Linked DNA regions of Mus musculus: all the other regions are linked to region 3. A link is a contact called in public ChIA-PET and promoter capture Hi-C data. All regions are on one chromosome and are shown on one strand. Each heading gives the region's core, a stretch centred on a gene start, on an enhancer-like site or on the middle of the called end of the contact. The rest is flanking DNA. Distances are from core to core; before and after follow the strand shown. Region 1 has its middle 64 kb from the start of Gm25215. Region 2 has its middle 20 kb from the start of Gm25215. Region 3 holds the start of Orc4 (origin recognition complex, subunit 4).

What was found. Promoter capture Hi-C pulls out the DNA fragments that hold promoters and counts their contacts. ChIA-PET counts read pairs in DNA pulled down with a chosen protein or histone mark.
Region 1: an RNA polymerase II ChIA-PET map of memory CD8 T cells shows a contact between it and region 3, with 14 read pairs. The contact joins the enhancer-like site here to the promoter of Orc4 in region 3. A contact is called at or near these places in 7 of 39 promoter capture datasets (the 3T3-L1 cell line, 3T3-L1-derived adipocytes, the C10 cell line and 4 more), 2 of 484 Hi-C or Micro-C datasets (bone marrow-derived macrophages and neural progenitor cells), 14 of 115 datasets of contacts at active chromatin or transcription factors (the SCID.adh cell line, embryonic basal ganglia, embryonic forebrain and 10 more) and 3 of 9 other capture datasets (adipose tissue, liver and pancreatic islet).
Region 2: a promoter capture Hi-C map of pre-B cells shows a contact between it and region 3. The contact joins the enhancer-like site here to the promoter of Orc4 in region 3. A contact is called at or near these places in 7 of 39 promoter capture datasets (the C10 cell line, the HPC-7 cell line, hematopoietic stem and progenitor cells and 3 more), 2 of 115 datasets of contacts at active chromatin or transcription factors (forebrain and pro-B cells) and 1 of 9 other capture datasets (macrophages).

The regions. Positions count from the first base shown.
Region 1 is chr2:49,331,838-49,336,501 of GRCm38.p6, reverse strand. No RefSeq gene overlaps it. Among named protein-coding and RNA genes, the nearest start is that of Gm25215, 64 kb to the left of the region's middle. Within about 2 kb of position 2,736, at least 7 of the 459 cell types and tissues checked have an H3K27ac peak or open chromatin away from gene starts, as enhancers often do. A contact at or near this core is called in memory CD8 T cells, where this site is marked.
Region 2 is chr2:49,415,938-49,420,311 of GRCm38.p6, reverse strand. No RefSeq gene overlaps it. Among named protein-coding and RNA genes, the nearest start is that of Gm25215, 20 kb to the right of the region's middle. Within about 2 kb of position 2,786, at least 120 of the 459 cell types and tissues checked have an H3K27ac peak or open chromatin away from gene starts, as enhancers often do. A contact at or near this core is called in the HPC-7 cell line, hematopoietic stem and progenitor cells, macrophages and 2 more, where this site is marked.
Region 3 is chr2:48,946,596-48,951,187 of GRCm38.p6, reverse strand. It overlaps Orc4 (origin recognition complex, subunit 4), which reads left to right and starts at 1,921. Exons shown (of 14, transcript NM_011958.4): 1 at 1,921-2,071. Mbd5 (methyl-CpG binding domain protein 5) reads right to left here and starts at 1,680. Exons shown (of 17, transcript NM_029924.2): 1 at 1,639-1,680.

The DNA of each region.
Region 1 (4,664 bases), core at 1,487-3,986, 380 kb before region 3:
TTTGGAAAGTGAAACAAGAACAAATGGACCCGAAGGAAAGGTTGGTGAGGTGCTTGGTGCTCTTGGCTTTAATGGAAGGATGCCATCCAAGTCTCCAGAGGTCTGTGATGGTCAGTGTTCCTCCACAAAGGAGCACAAACAAGATCAAGACCTGTGTGCTCACTAAGCAAAAATAAATAATGCGATATTGGCGTTCACGACGCAATTGAGAAATGAGCAAGAAATCACATGAGAAATCATGTAGAAAGAGCACTGAGAACACCGATACGCGACAGAGAGGATGAGCACTGTCACACTTCTGAAGGACGGAAAACGGAGAACAGACTGGAAGGGTTTTTAAGGTTAGATCTTGTTTAACCATTTGTGAGGAGAGCAAGGCTTTTGCCTGAGATGGACATGGCTGGTAGAGGAGCCGATGTGGCAGAGGAGCTAAGAGGAGTTAAGTCTCAGGATGTGAGCAGACCATTATCTGCTGCTTCCACCTTCCCCCGTGGCAGGACTTGCTCCTCTGCAAGGCAGAGAGGCTTCTGGGAGTCTGTTGCCTGCGCTGAGCTGTGCAGGTAGTGATCTGGGGAGAGATGGGCGAAAGCTCCATCCTCAGTCTTCCCCTGTGATTGGAAGGGTTCTGTCTTTGAGCACTTCCTGTTTCTACTTCTTCTGAGACTTGTTTTGGAGAAAGCTTTGGCGTAGCTTATAAAAGAAAAGAAAAAAGACCCACATACATCTCGGGTAACTGGCTCATTTTTGAGATAAGGCAGCTCTCATCTTTCTTGTTTTGATTTGCATGTTGGTCGAATGGGATCATACTTTTAAATGAAAGTTCTGAACTGGAATGCAACCAGATACAGAGAGTTTTCTTTGAGCTGAATTTTGATAGGTGACTTTGGAACTGCCAACAAGCCAGGATGAAAGATTAAGCAGCCGGAGCGGTCACACCGCTTCAAACAGGGCCGCTAGAAACACAGAACCGGAAGCTGCTGCACGCAGACATGAAACAAGGAGATCCTGATTTCCGCTGCTTCTCATCTGTGCATTCAGGGTTTTATGCGGCCTTGGTAGAACCTGCCTCTGACAGATACCCCTCTGACACTGAACAGCCCCCCAAACCCAGGAGAGAGAAGGGATAAAATCTTGAGGACCTGGGTCCGTTTTGATTTTGGTACCAACCTCCTTTAGCCTGCCAGGTGCCTGTCTCCTTGTTAGTCAGATAGGCTGCCTGCAAGATGGCAAGATGTCCCAGACTGTGTGGCTTAAGCAATAGACAAATATTTTTCAGTTCTAGATGCTGGACGTACAAGAGCAAGGATCAGTGGGCTCTCCTTGGCTTGCACATGGCTCTTACAGTGTCTTACCACTGATGTACGCATTTCCTAGTTTCTCTCCTTTTTCTACAAGGACAGCAGTCCTATTAGATTTCGATGGACCTTAATCACCCTCTCAAAAGGTCCTATTTCCTACTGGAAATAGATTTTTGGAGGGGACAAACACTCTGCAGTCTCCCCTTAACGTCCTCAGGAGAGGATTCTCTGGGTGAAGTTCCACCTGTCACACAGCTCCTTCTGTGTTCCTATGCCAGGTGGCTTCAGGGGTCACCTCTCTCTTGTTAGAATTATCTAGTGGCTGAAGACTGAAGAACCAGCTTTTCACATTGAACTAACTTGATTTTGGTTTCCTCACTGATGCAATCTCTAAGGAGGCCCCATAGTTCTCATCTCAAAGAATTATCATGAGAAATAAAAGAATCATTTTTAAATGTAGAGTCCAGCCTTTGAAAGATACTGAGGGCTACTGTCACCTCTTATTCAGGGTCCCTGGCTTCTGTCATTGCATCTATTTCTCTTCTGCAACAGGGTTCCCTCCTAGACATATTTGAGCTGGCCTGGAAATCGCCATCTTCCTAATCCTGACAGCCTTTCTAATACTGAGATTACAGGCACCTGTTTGCTAGGTCTAGATTCCAGCTGTCTAAATGTTCTCTCTCTTCCAGCTGCTTCCATAGTCCTTGTAGCCTAGGCATGGACATCACCCAGTGATAGCCACTTCATTCTCACCAACTTGATTTTTTTTTTTTTTTAAATACAAAGACCCATAATGAATCTTTTTTGGTGGCATTTGGCAAACAGTTCCTAAAGGAACTTAAATGCTCCCTACTCATCATTTTGTCTCATTGGTCAAGGAAACCTAGTTAGGTCTTTCTGATTGGTCAAGGGAACCTGGTTAGGTCTTTCTGATTGGTCAAGGAAACCTAGTTAGGCTTTTCTGATTGGTCAAGGGAACCTGGTTAGGTCTTTCTGATTGGTCAAGGGAACCTGGTTAGGTCTTTCTCTAATCAGGCCCCGCCTTGGCTCAGTCATCCAAATCTGGGAAAGAACCATTTTCTCGTGTACTCAGTCGTTGGACAAGGAAGGGTGAAAGCCAGAAAGGAGCACAAAGAGGCACCGTGTGCACCTGTGCTTACGTCATCACTACGCGCTACCACTTCATATCTCTGCCTTTCCCAAACATCTTAGAACAAATGACCTTTTAAAATGGCCTTTCTTTCTCTCTTCCTCTTACAGCCCTCTTAGCACCTGACTGCCCCTCTAGCCACTCTCCGGGAACTATTTCCATGCACTCCTATTTATCTTCTGGAAATTGTCCACAGAGACCTCAGTCCTTTACTTGAGCTCCTTGACCCAGTGAGACATCCTGTGTAATGGTTCTGCTGTTTCCTGTGCTGACTGCTAACCAGCCTGAGGTTCCCCTGCTATATGCCTCAGATTTCCGACTTCTGGACTTCAGCGGATTCGTAGGTATCTTAGACTGTAAGCTTCTACGAGACAGAAACAACATCTTCAAAGTGACCAGAAAGGACTGTTTAAGTGATTACCGACAAAGGCAGAATCGTAGGATGTGTATTTCCACACAGTGAGGGATCCAATTGAGGTTATGTCCCTACTTAGAATTCAGTATGAGAAGGGGTCAGAAGTCTGTCCTCTTTGGTACTGTGGATGGTTATCTGAAGGGAAAACACAACTACCTTTAGAATTCGATAGTTGGAGAGACAGGAAGCTACAAAGCCACAATGTGAAGCCAGAATTTCCTGAGTTTGATAGAGGAAATCAAAGCATGTTATAGAAAATAACCAACACTTAGTGTTTGGTGGCTATTTTCCCCTCTGAAAGATGATACTCTCTACTAGGCACCTGTAGCAAGTGGTAGCATGTGTCCTGGGTCAAGAACAGGAAGCTCAGATGATGATCTAGATTGGCCCAGGTCTGTGCCTTCAATGAAACAGGTAACTCCCACTGCCCTCAGGGACCAGAGCCAGAGATCACAAAGCTCTTTGTCAAGCACAGAGAGAATGATCTATCTGGTTCTCACCTTAGTGTTGGCTTAGTTTCAAGGGTTGGACTTTGTGTCATAGACTAATTTGAGAAATTTTGTTTAGCAGATGGAGTCTCTGTATCCAAGGCTGGTACACATTTCTTCCTTAGCTTCTCCAGTTCTGGGGATTAAAGTTGTGAGCCACCATGCCTGGCTGATATGCATATATATATATATATATATATATATATATATATATATATACATATATATATATATATATATATACATATATATATATATATATGTATATATATATATATATATATATATATGGATTGAATGAGACTCACTTTCCTATTAGATTCCTGTTCCAGAGTGGGCAAAAGAAGGTGAAGAGGCTACCAAAGCTGGATTTAGTTAAGTGAAGCTCACCTGTGTGTGCCTGTGGTAGGAGGCATATACACTGAGGGACACATGTTTGGTAGAGACATGATCTTCCTGGAGTAGAGTTGTCCTAATACCAATTACTGGGAAGGATGAAGAGGCTTTGGTCACTTTGTTGAAAGCATGAACTACTTGTTACCATGCATGAGTTAAGAACTCACAAGTCAGTTCCCTATCATTAAGAACTGATTCGAAGCCATTCTTGGTATAAAACTCAGCCTCGAAACCAGCTAGAACAAGAAATTCAATTACAGCAAATCCATGGTAATTCCCCCACCCCAATTTCACCTTTAGACTTCAAGAAATTTAGGGAGAGTTTATAATGAACAGCACAAGGATATCTTTCTTGTAAATCTCTTCACAGGAGCAAATCTTTTAAAGTCTCCTCGTGAAAAGTCTCCTCTGGATCCCCCGATGGAAAGTGAAGGGAGTATGAAGGGTAAAGGGACCGACCTCCTGTTTCATCTTTCCTACAGTCAGTAACTTCTTGTTCCGTGAAACTCCCTCCTTCCCTGCAAGCTGACTGTGGAGGCCCTCTTTCATCCTATGTGGTCGTCAGTTTTCTGCTGCTATAACAAATGGCCTTATACAGTGAAATGTTGGCTCACTGTTTGGAAGTTTCAGTCCATGGTCAAGTGCCCTAGTGCTTGTGGATCTGTGGTGTGGCAGGACTTCTCAGGGGAGTGGGCGGTAGAGCAAAGTCACTCATCTCATGTTCATAGAGAGAAACAAAGAGGGTCCCCAAAATCCCACTGGAAGGAACACCTCCATGGATCCAAGATTTTTGGAGCTAGGTCCTATCTCCAAGTCCAAATAACATCACCCTGGAGACCAATATGCTAATGCACAGGCCTCTGGCAGTGGGTGGGTAGGGGCAGCGCAGAAGGTGGGGTGGTATTCTAAACCTAAGT
Region 2 (4,374 bases), core at 1,537-4,036, 470 kb before region 3:
TTAAGAGTTGTCAGAATACACACTGTTGGTATTTGCTACCTGGGTAAAATTCTCAGTATTTGAAGCTTTTTCAAATGATTGAAAAAGCCATGGGACTACCATTTGTGCCCAGGAAAATAAAATATAGTAAACAATATAAAAAACAAACACACAAACAACCTGGGCAGTCACCTATAGGTGGGGGTGGGGTGGTGACCTGGACTTTGCAGAGCCCAGGCTTCCTATCGGAAAAATGCCATGATAGTACCTAGTTTATAAGGTGTGACTGCGAGATAAAATGTCGTGGTCACACAAATGAAATGTAGTTACCTGTGTAATGCAGAACCAGTGTTAGTATCAAGCTGGAAATGGTTAGCACACTCTCACAAAAGTAGATAGCTCCATTTTCACGAATTCTGTCAGCCAGTTGTCAAACTATTGGTAGTTTGGAAGTACAATGGTAGGAATTCTCACACCATAGATGTCAGCAACCACAGACAGGGCTTCTCTCAGTTGACAGTCAAAGATTTACAAGCATTCCACCAATGCTCATAATAAATGTAAGGGCTTTTTTTCCCCCTTTGAGTTCAGTGGCCCCTGCCCCTGTATCTGAGTTGAGGAAGGGTTTTGCTTTGTAGCACAGGTTGGCCTTGAACTCAGACTTCTTCGTCAGCCTCCCAGTGATGGGATTCCATGTATGTCGTGCCCTGCTCAACTTCTTGTTTGATGTCCTAACACTATGGGGAACTAAATTGTGTGTGCACAAATGTCTTGACAAGGTAACTTTGTTCAGTGGGACAACATCTCTTAATTAAAAAAATAATTTTTTAAATTAATGTGGAACACCTGAGAGATTGGATTTCATGTAACACCAAGCTTTGTGGTCATGGTAGATCCTTTAGGCTGATCACTGTACATCCCTCCCCTCTGCCTTTATTACTGAGCTTGAACTCTGAAACCGCCTTTCCCCAGTAAAAGCAGTTTAAAGCACAGTTGTATCTGCCTTTTATTTGAAGCCCCCAAAGCTTTCAGTTTAATCCATGGAGGGAATATATTGCAAATACAGCTGTCCTTTCTAAGTTCCCCAGGTAGTGACCTGTAATCAATACCTACTTAGAGAGACTATCCTGCTTCCAAATCTCAAAAGCACAAAGCTCAGTTTAAAGGAAGACTGTGTTATGGGGGTGTCTTAGTCAGGGTTTCTATTCCTGCACAAACATCATGGCCAAGAAGCAAGTTGGGGAGGAAAGGGTTTATTTGGCTTACACTTCCATACTGCTGTTTATTATAAGGAAGTCAGGACTGGAACTCAAGCAGGTCAGGAAGCAGGAGCTGATGCAGAGGCCATGGAGGGATGTTCCTTACTGGCTTGCTTCCCTTGGCTTGCTCAGGCTGCTCTCTTATAGAACCCAAGACTGCCAGCCCAGAGATGGTCCCACCCACAAGGGGCCTTTCCCCCTTGATCACTAATTGAGAAAATGTCTTACAGCTGGATCTCATGGAGGCATTTCCTCAACTGAAGCTCCTTTCTCTGTGATAACCCCAGCCTGGGTCAAGTTGACACATAAAACCAGTCAGTACAGGGGGTAAGATAAATACAGAACGGGGATTTGTTCAGCTACCGTAGTAGAGGCGGCAAGCATAGGTGAACCTCCCTTTCAAGTTCTCTAGGCACAACATCCCAGGGACCCTTTTAGGGTTTTTCATGAGTTATTTCATCCTGAGTCACTCAGAAATCTTACCAGAAATGGTATTTGGGAAATTCATTCATGGCTGCAAACATGATGAAGACACTAAGGAGTGATGGAAATGATCGTGGATGCTGTGAAAACAACCTACTACACTTTGCAAAGAGAAGCCTGCTTCTCTGTCTGCTCCCGTGACAGATTTTTCCAGACTTCATGCAGGAAAACTAGGCATGGGACACAGGAAACAGGGCTCAGGAGTGTGTGCAGACAGCCCTGTGCCCTCATCTCCTCATGAGCAGTTCACTTCTCTATGGAGCCTTTGAACTTGTCTGATGCTAACGTCTTCCCATACTCCAAAGGCTAGAATCTTCAGAGGCTCAGCTGCCAGGCTGGTGCCTAAGAGGGACAATGGCAATAGTGAGAAGTCATTCAGGGTCCTGGCACTGGGAAGAGGCAGAGACCTCGAGGAAGTCTATGAATGGCTTCTGATGCCGTTTAGAGAGTATGAAGTCTTCCTTTCTCCTTTTGCTGAAAACTCCCACTGGAACTGAAAGGAACCTCTGTCTGATTTATTTCAAAAGAGAGTCTGTAAAATAAATAAATAAATAAATATGCTGAACATTATACAAGTAGCTCCTTACTGGCTAATTTTCAGAGCTAAATATCTGAACTGCTCAAAAATACTTTTTTCTTACTATTCAAAGGGAATGAGAATGGCACTTGACATCAGATACATTTTTTAAATATACATATTCTCTCTGTCTGCTGGAAAGATTTAAGCAGGTTCAGAAACAATTTTTAGGGAGTGAGCTGGTCCCTAACAAGTGTTCATCACGACAAAGTCAACTTCAGAAAGGAACGGTGTTCTTGCCCACAGTACTCTACGGTATTGTTATTATTTGGGATCAGCAAACTCTGAGATTTCTAAGACGCAGCAGAGCCATCCTGTTTCCATGTTCATTTGCCAGGTGAAAAAGTTAGAAAGAGTATGGCAGGGTCCCTCTAGGGTCATGGCTTATTCGAGGTGTGGAATTTAGCAAGCCATATAAGCAATATGTAAAGGAAGATGTGCACCACCACCTCACTTCCTGCACATCCAGGAAGCAGGCACAAAGACGGAAGCAACCATGCTTCAGAGGTAGGTAGAGCTGCTGCAACAAGATCATTCAAAATGAGGCTGAGTCATTTAACTGACAAAGACCCATTCGGATCACTGCAACAAGCATTGAGAGCAGTGGTTCTTTTGCCTCTGGAGTGGTCTATAAAGGATCAAGGGACCCAAGAAGAACCACACATCCTAGCCACCAAGGGCATGAGAACCGCGGTGGAGTCAGGCGAGGGAGAGAGGAACTGTCACATTCGTCCAGTTCCTACCGTCAACACTAAGCTGTTCTTCCTCATCTTGTTATTTCTGCCTTTTTTTTTTTTTTAGTGTTTGCTTCCTCATCTCGTAGTTTCTGTTTCCTTTGGCCTTTCTGCTCATGCATAGACCCAGTGGCACCTTGTAATTTCTCTCAGTGCTCCTCGGCTTCAGCCCCAGATTCGGCTTTGCTTGGCCTCATTTACTGCTTCCTCATCCTGTCTTCTAAGGAGAGTTTTATAGCCTGGCTCATCCTCTCCTGTTCAGTAGCCCCTCTATCCTGTGGTCTGCCTTCTGTGGTTTCCGTTACTCATGGTTAATGTCAGCCTGGAAATTATTAAGTGGCAAGTGCCATAAATAAATAATTTATAAATTTAAAAATTGTTAGCTTTTCTTCTCTCTCTCTCTCTCTCTCTCTCTCTCTCTCTCTCTCTCTCAACGTTTCTTTTCTTCCTCTCTTTCCAGGGTTTTGCTATATAGGTTAGTCTTCAAATTTGCACACCGCCTTCCTAGTCCTGCCATGTCTTCCCATTCAGCTCTCCCTCCCCCCTTTGTCTCTGTCTCTTTGTCTCTCAGCATCTCTACCTCTCTGTGTGTCTCTCACTCTTTGTCTCTCTGTCTCTCTCCTTCTTTGATATTGTGTGGATATGGAGCACAGGGCTTTGTGCTATTGCATGCTAGAGCAGCACTTCATTACTGAACTACATCTTCAGTCTGTGTGTGTGAGTGTGTGTGTGTGAGTGCGTGTGTGCATGCGAGTGTGTGTGCATTCGAGTGTGTGTGCATACGAGTGTGTGTGCATGTGTGTGTGAGAGTGTGTGTGTGAGTGCATGTGTGTGTGTATGTAAGTGTGTGAGTGCATGTGTGTGTATGTGAGTGTGTGTGTGACTGTGTGTGAGTGTGTGTGTGTGTATGAGTGTGTGAGTACATGTGTGAGTGTGTGTGAGTGTGTGTGTGTAGGTAAGGTCTGACAGCATTGCCAAGACTGGCCTCGTCTCCTGTCTCTGCCTTCCCAATGCTGTAATAATAAGTGTGTTCCATCATGACCATCTCACCCTCAAGTTTCTTGTTGAAAGACAGCAACGTAAGATCAGACATGAGAGAACACAGAGAGTGAGCATTTCCTACCTCACCTCTTCTGCCCTTGATACTGTGATCTTTCAGTGGCCTTATCTCTCTAGATTCCATCTCTTATTACTTGGCTCCTTCAGCTGTTCAGTTTCTTCTTCCTGGGCATCAAGCCAAACTTGGTGTGATAACATCCCATCATTGCTAGACCGTTGGGCCCTCTGTGTGACTAATTATAATTTCTAAGTTGACCATTATAAAGTTTCCCATCCCACACTC
Region 3 (4,592 bases), core at 672-3,171:
AAAAATTGAGATGAAAACCTCTTCTCGGTTTACAACAGTAAATAAATAATTCAGTTAAAACTGAAGTGATACCAATCCAGCAAAATATTGATGGGGATATCTGGCCTTCTATGCAGCAAGAACAACATAAAGTTTTCAATGGGGATTACTTGTTCAGACAAGTTACAACGATTAGAGGGGGAAAAGTTAGTTATGAAATATCTAATATTTCCATGTTGTGGAAAATGAATACCAGAAAGGTATGTGGGAAAAGAGAATACCAATGGCATTTAAACTTTAAGCATTTTAAGCTTTAAATATATAGTCAAACATGAAGCAAATATTTTTTACAAAAAAAAAAAAAGAGAGAGAGAGAGAGACAAGTGTAAAATCCAACCAAAGGCCTTATGAAGTAAAATTTGAAATTCGCTATGCCATTCAGACAAAATGAAAAATGGAGAAGCTAAACACCTAACGTAAAACCAGTCAAGTCTTTCAACACTAAAGTCAATATCCAAGCCACAGACAAGCAAAGAGAGAGAAACACTCAGGTCTACAACTGGTTAAAGCAGTTCCAACACAATTCAGATCCCGACATTTTCCCACTCAGAAACAAATGCAGGCAGCTTTTCCTGAGGAAAGAGGAAAAAAAAATCTCTCCAAACGTAATTTTTTAAGTGACATCCAGAAAGTATGCCTCTTTTCTGTCTCTTTCCCTGGCGCCTCATTGGAGGAAGGAGGGGGTTGTTTTTGTATTCTCCCCCAGTGAAGCAAGACACAATCAGATGTTAGCTGGAGAAAGCACTTTTGACAACAGCAAATAAAAATAAAAGTGTCCTTCCTTCCCTGACAGGGTGGACACCCCACCTCACACACCCCTCCTCACTCCCGCCCCTCCTTCACTCCCCCCCCCCCCAGCACCACCCCCTCCTCACCCCGGAGCTCCACTGCGTATGAGGTTTGGTGCTACTGCTGCCCCGGAGTGAAAGTCAGAGCCAGAGGAAGGCAATGGAGCCCCCACAGACACACTTACCTTTCCTGCCCCCCACTTTTGAGTGCCTTCCCTGGAGCTGTGGAGGATGACACAAAGGGTAATAAAGGGGGGGAGTGGAGGAGGAGGAGGCGAAGGAGGAGGAGGAGAGCTGGGGAAGTGGCTGCTCCCGGTGTAGGGAGATGTCTTCAGCCAGGGCCAAGCAGCAGCAACAGCAACAGCAGCAGCAGCAGCAGCAGTAGCAGCAGCAGCAGCCAAGGGTCTGTGTTGCTAAGAGGCTTTTGGTCTCTTTCTCTCCTTCTCTCCCGGCCACAGAGAAGGAGGGTGGAGGGGGCTCTGGAAGCAGGCGTGTGGAGGGCTGAGCGGGTAGGAGTCGTGGATGGGGGTTTTTCTAAGAAGAAGAAACTCCTCTCCTCTCTCAGGCTCAATTCCCCCACTCGGGGCTCAGAGCTGGAGGGTGGGGGAGGAACTCGGCCGCCTTCCCCCCACCCCCCTCAATTCAAGGTTGAAGTGGGGTAAAATTAGTGTCCTGTCCCTTTAAAAATAGAAATAAAAGGTGCCCCCCCTCTGCCACTGCCTCTCTCTTCATCATCAGCTGCTGCTGCTGCTGGGGTCTCTCTGCTTGGGGGGGAGGGGGGGCTCGGGGAGACGAGACGGGAGGCACTCACTGCGCATGTCCCGTTCTGACGGGAGGCTGGTTGGTGGAAGGCAAGGAGGAGGGGGAGGGGAGGAAATGAGATGGTTTTCCCAGAAGGCTCCAAGGCGCTGGCGACCCGGAAGCCATTGTAAGCAGGGGGTAGCCGGGCGGGGGCGGGAAGAGGGAGGAAGTTGCTACTCTAGAGCAGCCCCAGCTGCCTCCTCCCTCCTCTGGGAGAGCGGAGGGACGGAAGTAGGCGGGGACCGACCTGAAAGCAGGTCACGTGGTGGGGCGGAGCGGGGGCGGGGCCGCCAAAGCCGGCCGGTCGCCGTGCATGCTGGGAGTTGCTGTGCGCGGTGGGCTGCAGTAGGAGCAGCGGGACTGAGAAGGTGGTGAACATCCTTCGGTCCTCACCGTCGGCGGCGGCCGGCTTTGCCCGATTTAGGCAGGCTTGACTGGGAGAGGTAAGGCCGGTCTCGTAGGCAAGGTGAGGGCCGCAGTGGCTACGGGCGGGTGGACAATCTGAGGGGAGTGGGAGGCTCGTGCAGGCCGGGTAGGCCTAAAGCAGGAGGCCTGCCCCTGGCTCTCGGCTTCCGGGAGCTGCTGTGGACGAAGCGGGCACAGAGCTCAGCAGAGACGGGCTACAGAAGGCTTTTGGGTGAGGAACATGATTGGGCAGTGTTGAGAGGTCAGGTTCTCTGCAGAGAGAGAAGCACTACCTGCTTTAGAGCGTGCGACATATTTGGAAAAACCTAACCAGATGTGTGCCTTTTGATCAGCTTCTGCGGTAGCCTTGCTCATACACATCCTGCCTTCCTGACTTTTCTGTTTTCTTTGGGATTTTGGAGAAGCTGTAGGCATGTAGGCAAGGAACGGGCAGGAAAGGTCTGAGTGAGGGCTCCCTGCATGCTCTCTGCCTTAATGCTGCAAACACAAAAGACTGCCCGTTTGAGGATGCTTGGGATTGTTTGGTCTTTCATACAGAGTTTTGTCACTAAAAAAGAAAAGCCTTGAAATATTCTTTTCTTGTGGAGCTAAAGAGAAAGCTTTTTGTCTGGGTGTTTCTTTTTTTTATAGTGAAATAACGGCTTCTTTTTCATTTTAACTTTCTTCGTTAGTCTTTTAGCTGGTTTTTGTCAAGATACATCGGAGGACTATTACCTCGTCTTTAATAATCCAAGTTACATTAAAAAAAATTCAAAATCGGAGATCTTCGCACTTACTCTTACTTAGTCTTAACTATTTTAGTTCTGCTCAGTAGGATTCAGTCTGTTAAAAGTTACACATTTTCCCGAATTGTTCTTGGTGCAAGTCTATACAGTACGCTATTTAATGTATCCATTGCACGGTGCTTTTTTTTTTTTTTCCTTCGTCCTAGGGAGGTAATTATGTCAGATGGGTTCAAAACAAAACTCCAGTGCCCTAAAATTTTTATTAGAAAACCAAGTCTCAATCTTCTTATAGAAAACTATTATGACCTAGGTAAAACTTTTAAATCCTGTTTTGTGTAATGGCCTAAGTGTGTGGGAAACTGCACAAAACACAGATGTAGAGAACGACTGTAGCATACATAACCTGTAACCACTATGAATCAAGAACCAAAACATGGGTAGCAGCTGGCAGGAACAGGCCCACTAATTGCTTCCAGGCCTCTCTTCCTCTGGTGCCACCTTACTATTATCTTGATTCTTGTGATTCACTGCTTTTCTTTTAGTAAAAATGTATGTCAGCGCTTCTAAACAAATTCTCAATTGGCCTCTTTTTATCTGCTTGTAGGTAGGTAGTTCACACACCCTATTAAGTCGGACCCTTTATTTACCTGGCTGAGATTTGACCCTGTTAATACATTTTGCTGTAATTTATATATTTTTTTGTTGTGGTGTAAGAGTTTCTAAGGTAAAGGCACTGTTTTTATAACTAAGCCACCATTAGTCTTAATGGACTTTGACTTGTATTCATTTCTTTACTACTAAATGATCTACATAGCTACATAATAATGATCTGAATACTACATAATTTTATGTGAATATAGCTATGTATTTTTATGAGTTGTATGTGGCTGTCTTCAGTTTCACCAAACATTTAGACTGGCATGCTGTCTCATCCCCCGGCCTCAGGTGTGAGCGAGCCTTACTTGTACCTTCTCACCAACAACTAGCTTTTAATTTTGTCAATCTAATGAGGGTAGTTTTATAATTTGCTCTGTGTTGAGTAAAGTTCTGTACTGGTGATATTGACTGTTTTCAGAAACTTGGCTGTTTGGATTTATTCATTCAGAAATTGTCTTTTAAATCATCCTTTTAAAGTCTTTTGTATAGTTTCTTTTTCTATTTTGCTGTTTTCCATAAGGATTTGTAGCATTGCGGCAGATAGATAATCTGTTCTTGTAATATTACATTCTTTTCTTTTTTTTTCTTTTTTTTTTTTTTTTATTGTTTTTTCAAGACAGGGTTTCTCTGTGTAGCCCTGGCTGTCCTGGAACTCACTTTGTAGACCAGGCTGGCCTCGAACTCAGAAATCCGCCTGCCTCTGCCTCCAAGTGCTGGGATTAAAGGCGTGCACCGCCGCTGCCACCACCACCCGGCCTAGTGTTACTTTTTTAATTTATATCTTGTTATTGTTTCTTGAACTTTCTATTTAGCTTTAACTCCAGGACATAGGGTTTCAACTTGGCCACCAGCCCCATGTGGCTTTTGAGCACTTGAAATGTATTGTTATAGGTAGTTTGACTTACAGTAGGAATTTTTTTTAGTGTTTTGTTGTTTCATTTTATATTTGAAAAGTGTGTAAAACACCTCAGCTTCTCATTATATTTGCTTGTTAAAATTTTAACTACTTTCACCTTTTTTGCTTTATTAAATATACTAGAAAATGTTAAATTAGGATTTACATTTATGTTGGACAGCAATATTAACAATAAATATTGACATAGATGTTTCTATATCTTGGCCACTTTCTTCTGATTAATGTCTTGCATTTCTAACT